Regions from separate parts of the Anas platyrhynchos genome. Here region 2 is linked to region 1. A link is a contact called in public Hi-C data. All regions are on one chromosome and are shown on one strand. The core of a region is the stretch at or near the end of the contact, and the rest is flanking DNA. Distances in the headings are between cores, read along the strand shown.

Region 1 (7,044 bases), core at 1,333-3,832:
TATGGGAATTCAAGGACTGCTCAGCACAGGAAGACTGAGCACTTAGACTTGTGAGCAATTCAAATGTTTATTTGCTTTTGTAAGATAGATTTCAGTCAGCTCCAGCATCCTGCATGGGTTCAGGTTATTTATACCCTGTCTGCCTAAACTTCCTCTCACACTAATTGCATCCTTTTTTTGGAAGGGGAGAACGTAGAAAACTTTCCATACTGACCTTCTTTAATCTCCTAGGTGGGTTATTTTAGGGCTTCCTTTATGTTTTGGAGTGAATTAAATTGCATATGCACTCTGAGAACATCACAAATGACCATAGCTTCCTCTATGGTATGTCAGAGGTACCAAACACCAGCCCACAGACACCATCTGTTCTTAAAGAGACTCAGGCTGGTTTCTGTGGCATCAGTAGGTCTGCAAAGTCTAGTTATAAAGGGAAATGAACAGAATAAGTAAAAGCAATGGGATTTTTCTCGTCAGTAACACTGCTAGGGTTGCTCAGGTAAGCACTGACTAATGTTTGTAGCTCTTATGACTGTGAAGAAAAGAATGCAGCTGATGCTGTCGCAGTCTTCCTGACAGCTCAGTAAATGTCTGGAAATGAAAACTGGAACAATTATTTTGGTTAGGTGTTAACTCTGAAACTTCATACCAGTTGTGATGCCTCTGTGTTTTTTTTTTGTGTAGGAGCAAATGTCTTTTTGGGTTCTGTTCTGTTTGAATCTTCAAGAGCGAAGGGAAGCTGGGACAGGCTTTCACATGCTTTTATGTTTGCCTAAGTAATGAAAAACTGATTACCTCTTCAGCTGAGATGGTTTATGGTCACTGAATATTCCTGTGTCATTCCAGTGCCAAGTAACTATGGTCAGAGTTACTTTCAGCAGAGCTGTTCAATGACCACTTCTGTGCCAGAGAAGGCAATTTCAGAGTAATGGAACAGTAACGCTTGGGAAGATTGAAATATGATTGCAAAAATTGAGCTGGACATTGCCAGATATAAAGCAGTGTGCTTTGCCTTCGGTCAGTAGACAAAATTCTTGTTGTGGTGGCCATAATGAAGTAACTGCAGTAAATTAAGTACTTAAAAGAAAAACGCAGTGAATCTCTTGGAGATAATTTCACATCATCTCAGCTACTGAAAACATGAGTTTCTGTTAACAAAGGTCTCTTTCGTTTCTGTAGTCCTCACCTCACCATCCCCCTGGATCAAAGCCAATTCATTTTCCTTGCGTAACAAAAATGGAAAACTCGTCAGAAGGAGCAAAATCAGAAGGTGAAAGTAAACCAAAAGGTAAGGCTAATGGAAATGTGCATCTGTTGCTTGATAGTCTTTGGTGAAGAAGTATTTGGTTGTCAAAAGTGATCTGTTTTCCCCTTGTTGGCATTATACTTCTGTGTATACTGCTTTTTGTGCATAATGTTCTTTACCTTTGAGAAGTTATTCAAATGCAAAAGTGTCTGAAGGAGTTTTTGTTTGCATTTCAGTGAGAAATCAGTTGTAGGGTTGTCTCGCAGAAGCAAATAAGGCAGCGGTATTAAGTTTGTGTTAATTTGTGTTGACGTGCTTAAGCTGGCTTTCATTCTGCCTAGCTTTTAGTGGCCATCTGGGATGCTGGAAATCTGTTGTTGCAGAGCAGCCCCCCAGCTTGGTTTCTGTTCCTGGGTGATAGGAATGATGCTGTGTTTACTCTGGAGTTGCTCGTGTGTGTGCTGTCCATGGTTGTATGCCGGGTTTCTTGCATCAGAAAGTTGTTGTTCCCTTGAAGTCTATTCTCCAGGTAGCCTGGTTCCATTTACAGTAATAAAAAAGAAAAAAGATTTTTTTCTCTGAGAATTTATGACTTTGTTTAACTACTAAATTGCCTAGCTTTATTTAGAGAGCTACTTTTTTTTTTTTTTTTTTTTTAAAGTCAACTCAAAACTTCTTTTGGGAGTACCAACCCCATAAAAAAATTGTGATGTGTTGACAGCTCATTTTGCCTAGTTCCAGGGACAATGCTTTTCAGCTCCTGTATTGGAATTCCAAGTGTACTTTTCTTTTATGTAGAAATCAGTTATTTTTGCATAAATGGGTTATTTTACATGGAATGCATCATTTGCAGAATTACGAAAACTTCAACAAACAGCTGGCTTTTCGCCTGTCTTTAGGGGTTGTGTAATCTAGCAGAGCAGCGCACTTGAAACGGTGGGTTTGTACAGCCAAACCAGGGTTTTGGCAGAGTTCTAACAGCAAATAGGACATCTGTGCCACTTGAGCCATGTTGCTGTATTTCGTGGGATAGATGTATGCATGGCCATGTTTATAAACAGCTGATTACTGTTTAGGAGTGTTTAATGTAGTGGGGGTAAGAGTACTTAACACTTCAGTTTTGCCATTCCAAAGCATATATCGAAATAAGTTTGTGTATGATACATTTCATGGAAATCGATGCTCACTTGGACTTTATCCTGATTTTGAAGTCTATTAGGGATTTTACTTTTAGTAGATTAAAATTTTCAGCTTTTAACCCGTTCCAGTGCTATTGCTGGAAGTGCACTTCCTGCAGAGCCAGCAAGACAGTGTGCAGCCCAGAGCATTGCGAAATTTGGCTTGTCTTAAACTTTGCATAAAAATTAACCCAAGTCTGTCTGAAAAATCTGGGTGTTCAATACCAAACATTCAAAGCATTCAGTACGTTGCTCCTTTCATAATTTCAAGTGCATTTCATGCTACAAGTATAGAAATTGGACTAATCCGGTTAGTCATGCTGAGTCTCTGCTGCCCAGATAAATATTGTAGGAGATTATTAGTAGATAATACCTATAGAAATAATTTGAAAGTATCTTGTAACTTTTGAAAGAGCTAGGTTTTCTTTCTTAATGTTTTTATTTTAATACAGACTGCACAGTTTATGCATCGTCAGTTTTGAGAGAGTTTAAAATAATCTGTGTTCAGTATGTTAACAACAGAGGTCTCCTAAAATATTTAGACTTGTGTGCCTTAGCTATTTCTGGGAAGCTTGTTTTGGCCTCTGGTGCAAATATGTAAAATATTTTGTTTAAAAAATAAAATAGAAATCTCCACTTGGTGATTTCTCCTTCCCCCTTTATGTCAGAGGACATTATCTGTGATTCCTGCTACTGCACGGTCATCCCTGAGTTCTTGGAAAGGAGAAAACTTAGTAAATGTTTTAATAAAAGGTAGTTCAAAGTTCAGATTTATTACTTTGTAAGCACCATATGAAAGCGTTAGAAAGTGAAACTGGACTTCTTTATCTCCATGACTTAGAGAATATCAGGCTCACAAAGTAAGACGGTGAAGTGGCAAATTGTACGTGCTCTTAATGAAGGTGGGTGGATTTTTTGGGTGGAGCTGACCACCTGGATGGGCAGAAAGATGCAGCCTGCAGGGTTTCAGCACTTGCTGCCTCCTGCCTTCTGTGCAGCTGCTGCAGAGGAAAGTCCTTCCTGACATGGTTTTTGTGTGCTGTGGGACTTGGTGTGTATCCAGGGCAGGAGGAGAAGTGCATGGAGAAGGAAAGAAGCAAAGGTTTGCGTAGTACAGTGGTGCTGGCCGACTCTCCCAGCAGCAAGGAAATGCGTGCCTTGTTACAGAATCGGGCTGTGTGCAGGAGATGGCTTAGGGTTGTGCTGCCGCCTAAGCAGGGGTGTATGCTGCTGCTCACCTGTGTGTGTTGTCCAAGTCCTGGTATGTTGTGGCCGCATGATGGTATTCTTATTGCCCTATACCAAGTAGAAAGACAGGAATTATTCTTTCTGCTTTTACAAAAGGGGCTGTGACTGTCAGTTTAGTCATTCAGTTGAGCTGTGGTTTCAAGTGGTTATATCCAAGGATTTCCTTTGCTTCAATTACTTGTTCTCATTGCAGAATTTCAGCAAATGTGCTGCTTGGGTATTTGAAGTTCCTGTAATTTTAAGTCACCATGAAACAATTATGTATATTTAATTAGGCTTATTATAAAAATCTCATATAAACTTGCAATAAAAATCATGAATCAGTCTTTCGTCTAAAGCAGCAGAACTGAAGGCAGTGGGGATTAGATATGTCAGATAAGCCGTTACAATTTTAAGTGAGCGGTCTGTTGGATAAAAATATTTTAGGGCATTATCCCCCTGACTCCATGAGGATTTATCTCCCGTTCTCTGTAAATATTGCTACGAACTTGATTTGCTCATGATGTGAATGACACAGTGAACACTTTGTAGAGCAGCATCAGATGGCTGGTCTGGAAGGGAAGGGTGATTACAGTATTAATTTCTGAGCTCTCCTTTTGGATAGCACAAGTAAGCTTTTATGAATTTTACTACCCGTGGTATGCAAATGTAGTAATTATGCTGTGTTGTTCCAGCCAAGGAATATTGCAGGACATTATTTTCCTATGAAGGCACAAATGACGAACTGAGTTTTAAAGAAGGCGAGATTATTCAAATTATCACTAAGGTAAGATGTTCAGTCCACTTTAACAACTTGTAACTTTTGTAAGTTATGCACACGTAAGTAGAATATAGACAGGAGAGTTTATTAGGTTGAATAAAGTATTTGCTAAAATATTTAAATAATTTCAGATGTTAACACACATACTTCTGTTATAAACAAACTAAAGTTTCTATCTAGTTAGATCATGTGATGGATTTCTATGTCACAGAATTAATAATTTGTTTTTTTCCCCTTATGTCTTAACTTGGTTATTTTTTCCTCAGAAGTGTATTCTGTCTTCTTTCTTCATGCTTTTCAGACTAGTGAGCCTGATCAGTTGCATCAGAATCACTTTTATGTAGTAGAATTGTGTGTTATTCCAACTACAGAAAGTATTTACTGAATGTGTTTCTAGTGGAGGAAGTTGAGAACATTAAATCTAGTGGAGGAAGTTGAGAACGTTAAATATTGTGCATTGAATCATAGCTGGTTTTACGTACTTTTCTTCCACTTGCAGATGTTAGCCTTGTATAAATGAGGAAATATAATTTCATATCCTGTATTTTAGAAAACAAAGTGACCAAACATAGTCTGATCTTTAGCTGTTTCCCCTTGCTAAGGTAGCTAAAGTATTCTTCTAAGTAATGCAATATTTTGGAAAAACAATTATATTGTGAGAAACAGCTACAGGAACAGCACTTTCAATCTATCTGTTCTGGGAAAAATAAGGATTGATCGAAATATCCTATTGTTTGTTTTAGGATACTGGAGAGCCAGGCTGGTGGAGAGGAGAACTCAATGGTAAAGAAGGAGTCTTCCCTGATAATTTTGCTGTTCAAATACACGAACATGATAAAGACTTCCCTGTAAGTTCCTATATATTTCATCTAGTGTCACAAAAACGAATTGACAGAAATGCAAGGAATAAAAGACTTCAGCACATACTGCTGCTTCAAATATTAATACAATTGTGTCAGCTTTTAACTCTGTCTCGAGGTAGCTATAACCAAGAAGGTCTAAAGGTTAAACTTATTTTTAAATATTTAATTGAAACCTGCCTTTTCAGATTAACTGTAATTAAAGAGGCTGATTAGGTCATATAGAAAAACATATAGTTCTGATACTGTGGTGATATGTGTAACTGATGATTGAATTAAACCCTAAATGTTTTGAAAGGAAGCAACCAGTCAGTTCTGTTTTATTCTGTTCTCTAAGTAAATATAAGAACAAAATACTGAATAACCCCTGGGGGACTCACTGGGATTTTTCTGTGTTATGACCTGCCAGTAGGTTGCAGCGTATAATCTTTGGATGGGATTTAGAAATAGTTTTTTTTTTTCTTTTTTTTTTCCTCCATTATCTCTTGTGTTGACTTAAAGAAATCCGTATTTTTATGTGGTACTCCTTGTTCTTGTAATTCTTAGTCCATGTTTTGTCAAGATTAGTATGATGTTTTGGTTCTGACAAGTGTGTGTACCAAAGATGGTCAAGTTAACACATGTACTTTAGTGGGAGTGCATTGGACTGAGCCCATACAACTTCAGCAATGTTTTTATAAACATCTGAGGGTTAGTAGACTTTTGTGACCGTTTTATCAGTGAGCATTGTCCTTGGTGCAACCACGTTAGATGGGTGTTCTAGAGCATTTTCATTAGCTGGACTCTGGAGGTGAGGTGGTTTGAGATGTGTCCCTTGAGGTAAGCCGTACCCTGTGATGGGGGAAATTCAAACTTATTTTTAACAGATCAAGGAAAACAATAAGTGGCTGCCTAGTACAGTAGGGTTATTGTCAACATACAAACTGTGACACCTTAATATTTTGCAAGTTTTTAATGGCTGGAGTAGTTCACGCATCTTTCTCCAGTATAAGACGAAGAAGCTCAGACGAGTGTTTTTCATATAAATGAAGTGCTTGTTGCGTAATTAAATAGTTTTCATGATATTTAGTTTAGAACTCTTGTTCAGTGAAAGTGACCTTTTTTGATTTTAAAATTTACCTGATTACTTTTTGATACTTCCGTTGTACTAACAAAGATTGGGGTTTACTTACTGAAATTAAAACGGGTGTGACTGGAGCAATTCCTTGGACTAGATAAGAAGTAATTCTTAATTTTTTTTTGCACCTCTTCTGTGTACTCTTGCTGCTGAAATGCTGATCTGAGATTTGAAGAAACTGTGCATTTTGTTCACATTTTTTTTAGCAGGTTGGCTGGGAAATACCAGATGAATTTTTCCAGTTCTATGTCTTTGCTTCCTGTCTGGGATTGCCATTTATGAAATGCTTTGAAAAGAGCTGTGAATAAGATGGACACTACCGTATGCAAAACAGAAAGCAAATGTGTTTCTGTGTTTTGATAATCTGTTTTGTTTATGTACTTATTTTACAGAAGCCAAAGAAACCTCCTCCTCCAGTTAAAGGTCCAGGTACGTAAAATATGCCTGCTGATAGGTGTCTGAGGAAGTATTGAACTTCAGAAACAGTGCATGTCTTCAAAAAAATTAAATAAATTCAGAAGTAGCTTTGTATTTCCTAGTAATGCAGCTGCCCTTAGTTAGAGGTTACCTTTTTATGCCTTATGTATTTTGCTGCTGCTATATATTTTCCCAAATTACGATGGAGACTACTTCAGACA
Region 2 (7,158 bases), core at 1,926-4,425, 65 kb before region 1:
TTAAAATGTAACTTTTGCCCAGCTTGCTCTGGCATGGAGCTCTGGTAGGCAACTTTCGATTGTGCCACTGTGAACACAAGTGCCCTTTTGATGTGATATGTGGGCAGTGTACATGTGAGGCAATTGACTGCTACGGCCTGTTGCCATATCAAATATTACTATCCCTTGGGAGGGAAATTATGTAGATTTATGAGTTCTTTGTTTTGGTTATTTTTTTCCTGCCAGGTTATTTTTAGTGCAAAATTGTTCCAAATTATGTTGAGGACAGGAGAAGCTGGACTAAAACTATGACTGGAAATGCTGCTGTATACGAGGGCTGTTTCTGTAGACAGCAAGGGTCAGTAATATGTTGTATTGTGTAATCCTAGAGAAGTCTCTAGAAAGCAATGTGCTAACTTCTATCTTCAGATAGTCCCCAGCTGAGGACACACTCTGGGGTGAAGCAGCTCCACTGGCTGTAATTTAGCAGCTGCAGGACCAGGTGCTTTGAAGAGAAGCAACCACTTTCAAGAAGTACCAAGGCCCTGTGTAAGGACATGAGCTAGCAGACACTGTCCCACCCCTTCAGCTGCTCTTAGAGAAGGCACAATATTCAAACCCTTAAATAACTTGCAAGCTTGTGCCCTCCATCCAAGACACTCTGTGTCTCTCCAGGTTATTCGCTTCCAGAGGCAGAAGCAGGGTGTTTGTCAGAAATTAATTACCCAATTACATCACACCCCTGTCTGGATGATGGCTTGGGATATAGCAGCATAGATGAATGCTCAGCCGATGTGGTTTTCATATTGAGCTGTCAGAGGGGAAGCAGGTACCTGACAGTTCTTGAAACCTGATTATGGAGCACAACTTTCTCCATTGCCATCTGCCTGCTCCAGAAACAGCTGTGTTTCCTTCTCTTTAATGAAACAGTGCTGGAATAATAGCTTGCAAATATTTTATCTCTGGAAGCAATTATTAGTTTGTTTTAATAGCTGAGCTAACACTGGAGACATGTTTATTCTCCAAGCAGACACCCTGTATTCAGGCTATCACATTTCTTCTTCCTGTTTTTAAATTGGTGTTGTGCAGTTGTGAATGTAAGGTGCTTCATCTGCTACAAAAAACACCCTAACTTGATAATGAATTAACAAAAGAGGAATTAAGGGAGAGGCTTCAAGCTCAGAATATTTGTGCTGGGAAATCACCTCGGTTCCAAAAAAATTAGAAGGCAAACTAAATAATTAAATTAGAATGCAAATTAAATTAGAAGGCAATTAGAAGAAGCAATATTAGAATGTTGCTAGAAAGTCCCAAAGCCACAACTGGATGTTTTTAACAGCTTTGTGTCCACTGTGGGGCAGCGATGGCAGCAGCCACAGCTGGGGCTGGGACACACCAGACTCCGCTGGCACTTCTAGGTACTTGCTATAGCTCTGTAAACCTCACTCAGGAAGGAGCTGGACAGATTAGGGCCAAATCTCACTTAGCTTTTGTGAGTGGCCTCAGCAGGACCCAGTCCTCAGTTAATCACCATCCTGGGCTCTAATGATGGTGATGTGATGGCTCATTTTGGGGAGACCACCCCTTTAGGCCACCACTGTCCACCAAATTCAAGGGAGATTGTTCTTTTCTGAGTGAGAGCTGAGGATCGTGTGAGCTGGAAAAAATAAGATTTTTTTTTTTTTTTCTCAGGCTGAAGGTTTTTTTCTTCCTTTCCTGGGGGAGGAATGGTGACAAGTTTCTTATCTAGCAATTACAAATTGCAAATCACGTGTCATATCTTCTCTCTGTGGCTATCTGCACAAGAAGTAATATCACATCTTTGCAAAGTGGCAGGATGCTGCCTTATATGTGCAATGGGTGATATTGCCTGAACTTTGTGAGGCACTATCCCTTTCCCCATCAAAAATACTGTGCTACTACCATACTCTGTGACCCTGTTAAATATGTGGGCCAGTGTGATTTTGGGTTCCTCTCTCACATTAACATCCTCCTGTGGGAGACCCAGACTCCCAAAGGGGACTCGGGACCAGGCAGAGTAGGCTGCAGGCTGGCAGAATGTGGGATGTGTTAAAGCCACCATTATTCTAATCTTTTTTGGCATTTTGGTGGAAGGAGGAGAAAGGACATCAGAAGGGAAATGGGAATGCAGCTCCCCTCCTGTTCCTGCACCTACCTGGAGCAGAAAGCCAGCACAAGTAACACGGTCCTGGTTCTGTTTTCTTCCTTCACTGGGAGAGCCTCAAGAATCCTATCACACAACAGAACTATCAAACTGCTTCCAAAAGGCCATGTAAGAATATAAAGTCCGTTCTTGCAAGATCAAAGTCAATAAGAAGTTTTCCCACTGAATTCAATGGCAGTGGGATCAAGTCTGTACAAATAAAATGGAAGATCCAACATCAAAGGCAGGCAAGAAAAGGGCACAGCAGGAGCTCCTGGGATTGTTTACTACATAACATGCTCTCCACATATTTTTTTTTACCTTTTGCTTGTATCTTAATTTCCTTTGGACTCCAGACAATGTGCACACTTAAGGGCTAAACCCATTCCCACTAAAATGAGTGGATGTTTTCATAATAACTACAATGCAGATTAGAACAACTTTTTATCTCACAGGTTTTCCTCTTGAATATTATAATCAGAAATTTTATGCTTAGTTGGATATAAAATTCACTCAGGCAAATTATTTTTATTTCAGAGTGATGTGTATTCTGAGCTACCAAATTTTTCTGGGAATACACCCAGGCCTTCTGGCTGCTTTGCCTCATCAATAAGGGTGAACGTAACCAAGACCTAAATGGGAAAACTGCACCACTGCTTTACTGTGAAAATGTTGAATGGGGTGGGTGCATAAACCATTTTGATAAAGAGAAGCTACAGTCACATACACTTCTGCCCTGTGACAAACCTATAGCACAGAACATGCATGCTAGGGACATCGTCAGGAGACAAACCTGTACAAGAAAACATTTTAAAGATCTGAAAACAAACAAACAAACAAAAAACAAACAAACAAACAAAAAACACTCTTGATGATGTGAATTGATTACAATCATCATTTTAATTACTCTCTGCCCATTAGTCTCTGCAATGTTTTCTTTGAGCACATGTGCAGCGTATGGTAACAGAGCTCTTCTAACTCGTTAAATAAAGGTCTCAAAAGGAATGGGAAGCGTGTGAGTAGGTCCTCGTGATACTGGAAGGGAGATAGGCAAATTACGTAATTTGCAGGAAGTGCTTTTGGCAGCTTTGCGCCTATGATTTCTATAAATATCTGTTGTAGAAAAAGCACAGGGGCACAAAAGAAACTTTGTCAGTGTAACAATGATATGCACTGTCACAGGGAAATAGCGTTACTAGAGTTTGCAGATAAACTACACTCTGGGGCTGTTGTTTTGTGTTTTGAAGGAGGAAATTACAACCTCTAGATCTTACTGGGCTAAACTCCTCTGCTTTTCTAAACTATGTCTGCAGCTGGTTCCCTCTTTTACATAAACTCCTTTGAGTTCTGTACCTGGGGCTGCATTAGGACTGGTTTGTTGTACTTCTTGGAATAAAGAATTGCTGCCCCATGCCATTTCCCAGTGTTTGGATGCAAAGTTTTGTGGGGACAGGTGTTGCTTTCATGGGGTTTAGCACAGCCTTTTGCCTACAGCCAAGTAAATATAAGGTATAAAAGTATTATGAGCTTTTCTGCGGTGCTTCTGGAATGACCTAAGTGGCCTAAGATCTCTGAGGCTCAGTTTGAGCTCCAGCCCAGACACCTGGAAAAAATTCCTTTCCTATCACAATAATGAATTGCAGCGTTGAAGGAGATAGTAATTCATTAAAGGTGGAGAAGAAAAGAAAAACAGAATGGTATGTAATAACTGGGCGTACCTTTCCCAAAGTCAAACAATCAACAAAGTCAAACAATTTAAAGTCTTCCTATCTGATTTCACAGCAAGGAAACAGGGTTCCCCTTCTTCCTTAAGCCTCATGCATCAGGGTTATAGATCAGTGGCTTATGTCAGATCTAACTGGTACAAAGACCACGTGTGGGGTAAGTTTCCTCTTGAATTCTTGTGCTCATTTCCTGGAAAAGGCATTTGTTTGCCCCCCTTGTGCTTGCTGTATCGGCTATAACTCCTCACCAGCTTCTTCTCCTCCTTCTGACCTGTCTTTTCATCTTCTCACAGGTTTCTCTTTGTGCCTGGAGCTCCTTTCCCTTCCCAGACCATGGATTTTCCACCCTTCTACTCTAGTACTGCCCCCCTACTGCAGTGATTAGATCCAATATCTGCAATATCTGAAGTAGGCTGCTGAAGTTATGATATGAAAACCAGGTGATTTATAAAGTAACCAGTTAGGTGGCCAAAACAAGAGGCTACTAAGCTATATTTGTGACTGTTATAAACTCTTCAGGGAAATGACTTCAGTGGGTTTTTAAAGCAAGAGGAACATAACCAGTCCTTCAAAACCAACTAACAACTTAGGACATTTTACAAAGGTTATAGCCATCCCCTACAAATAAGCAAGACACACAGAACAATCCTGTGGATTCAATGCCATCTCTTTGGCAAACTGATCCCTTTGAATGGTTTCATGGAGTTAATAAAATGATTACACAATTTAAACAAAATCAAATAGTGTATGTGGAAATGAAGAGGAGGAGAGAAATTGGCATGGGCGGACAGAGAAGAAGCTCTGTTTACAAAAACAACAAACACATGACAAGAGACATAGAGGTAAAGTTCAGGAGTAAGAAATGGTAGACTGTATAAGGCAGTGCTGTTGTAATTACAGAGATAAGAAAATGGAAGGAACAAGGAGCTTCTCCTGTTCTAAGACAAGAAGTTATCACATAAAAATGACATCACGGCTCGTGTTTTTCCTATCTCCCTCCCTGGAGATAGCAAACACAGCCTGGGAGTGGAAAAGAAAGAGATTACTACATCTAATGCATCATCATTTCTAATGAAGCTACAGTGCTGTGACATGCAGCCATGGCACTTATCCTACTACTGCTTTCTTCACGGGACTTGCAGAGCAGAACTCCAGAGCTTCCTTCAGTTCCATATATATATTCAGTGTCTGCTGTCTGTGGTAGAGGTGAAATTCAACCCTGTGCATATTTTATGTGCCTTGTAATCATACCCACTCTTTCATTACAGAAGAGGCATTCTCTTGCCCTCCTGTGACACTTCTTTGGGACTGCAGCTGGACGATGTGTCACTGGGACTTCCCTTTGTTTCCTCTATGAACTACATGCTACTGACAGATGCTGGATTGGCAGAAACAGATACTCCAGGCCACCAGCCTGCACAAGTGGTGACAGTTCAAGTGTCTGGCTTCTGTATGGCACCTATCACTTTGCTGCTAGACCACACAGGTTAATCAGCAGCTGTCAAACAGCACTGTTCAAGCATTTCTTCTGAGCTGGGGTGGTAACTCACCTGCTTCATATCATGGGAATACAGCCAAAGCTGATACAAGATTTCAGTTCTTTATTTATTTTATTTATTTATTTTTCTTCTTTAGGGAAGAAGAGTTTCACTCCTTAACACTGGTCTGCATCTCTACCTGCCTCTTTAGGGATGCCCTTCTGACAGACTGAAGACTGTCCTTCCTGAAAAGGAGAAGAACAGGGTGAAAGTGGGATGATGATAAACCATTGGGGACTGCAGAGTTATCTAGCTCATTCTCATTTTTACACTGCTGCCCCCAGTACTCAGATTTGGTAATGTTATGGTTGCTCAGGCATCTTTGTGCTATATTGCAGTCACTCCTGAGTATTTGGATTCATTTGTCAAAGGCTAATGTGATAGAGAAGCCCATGAAGTATAAAGAAAAACATCAGCTGTACATCGACTGTACATAAACCATATTTGTCATTTTGGTGGCTGCATTATATTAGTGGGTATACCAATCACATCTCTCAGATTTTTCTTCTCACTATTTATTATTTCAAATTAGTAAATTCCCACCATTGGCTTAAATGCAGGACCTTGCACTTCAAACTATCCACTGTCACAACAAGAGGCTTAAAATAGTACGAGAGTGGTTGGATTAGGCCAGTACTTTATCATGTTCTTTCCACTTTAAGACTTCCTCTTTAAGCAGCTGTGTCTAGGTCTTGTCTCACTTCTGGGTACATGAAGCAATCTCCAAAAACTTGAACTAAATCTAAGTCTAAATTGTCCAAAATGCAGTACTAATTTTGTTTGCACTGAAAATATTTTAATAGCAGAACTTAAAGGAAAAAATAATCCACAGATGACGTAAGAGGAATATGTATCCATCTATTCTAATAATGGCATTCTTTTTATCAAACTTTAGTCATTGAAGTCTGAGCTAGTTGTGTTGGTTCCCTATACAACTGCCAGAGAGACAATGGCACCTCTCCAGGACAATGTATCACTCATGTTTTAGGCACTTGTTTTAGGATCCAGTGAAGTGTTTCCTATCAGTGCCTGCTTCTTCCTTTCCACCGATTATCAAATGAAACCGCATGAGCAGAATAGCCCCAAAGGATACAGTTAAAATCAGGTGAAACGAGGCTTTCTTTACTGTGTATCAAAATTAAAAACAATATTCCCGTCAGTGACTGAAATGGCTGGGTACACGAAGGACAATGTGCTGCACTTTTCTGAAAATTATGCATAGATATTAGCACTTTTCTGACCATTATAACAAGAGTGGATTTCGTGTTCCTGTTTCCATTTGACCACCAGCTCTAATATAACCCATGCCATGAGACAAATTTCAGCATTGATAGAAAAACATAGGATGTTTGAAACATTTTTTTTTTTCCAGAAGCACGTGTTTTCGAGAATGTTCCTTACAAGCATTGCTGTAATTCCAAGCAGGAACAAGAGTAAGTTTGGTAATTCTGATTTCCTACAAGGGAGAGATCTGATCAACTGATGTCGAAAATGGCCCTCTGAGATGGGAAATTGCCTCTGGCCAATCCTACATTACCGTCTGTCCTTATATCAGACCGATCCTGTTTTGTAACACCTCGCGCTGAAAAAATATGGTCTTTTAGCAGATTGGTGGGGCTAAACAATACTATTGTTTTTGTGCTTGTTTGTCACACAAGGTCATGGAGAGAGATTGGGAGTTCCTGAGAACAGGAGGAGCTCTGGAACAAATTAAAACTAGAATTTCTAAAAAGGAAGGAATTTGATGGGAAGG

Evidence for each region. Hi-C and Micro-C count contacts between places; a contact is called where the count stands out from the background.
Region 2: a Hi-C map of subcutaneous adipose tissue shows a contact between it and region 1, with 2.1 times the contacts expected there. The contact joins two enhancer-like sites. A contact is called at or near these places in 3 of 8 Hi-C or Micro-C datasets (F1 follicle, skeletal muscle and subcutaneous adipose tissue).

The regions. Positions count from the first base shown.
Region 1 is chr3:114,451,054-114,458,097 of IASCAAS_PekinDuck_T2T, reverse strand. It overlaps CD2AP (CD2 associated protein), which reads left to right. Exons shown (of 18, transcript XM_027455325.3): 7 at 1,177-1,285; 8 at 4,344-4,435; 9 at 5,173-5,277; 10 at 6,799-6,835. Among named protein-coding and RNA genes, the nearest start is that of CD2AP, 54 kb to the left of the region's middle. Within about 2 kb of position 2,582, at least 2 of the 8 cell types and tissues checked have an H3K27ac peak or open chromatin away from gene starts, as enhancers often do. A contact at or near this core is called in subcutaneous adipose tissue, where this site is marked.
Region 2 is chr3:114,516,783-114,523,940 of IASCAAS_PekinDuck_T2T, reverse strand. No RefSeq gene overlaps it. Among named protein-coding and RNA genes, the nearest start is that of CD2AP, 11 kb to the right of the region's middle. Within about 2 kb of position 3,175, at least 3 of the 8 cell types and tissues checked have an H3K27ac peak or open chromatin away from gene starts, as enhancers often do. A contact at or near this core is called in subcutaneous adipose tissue, where this site is marked.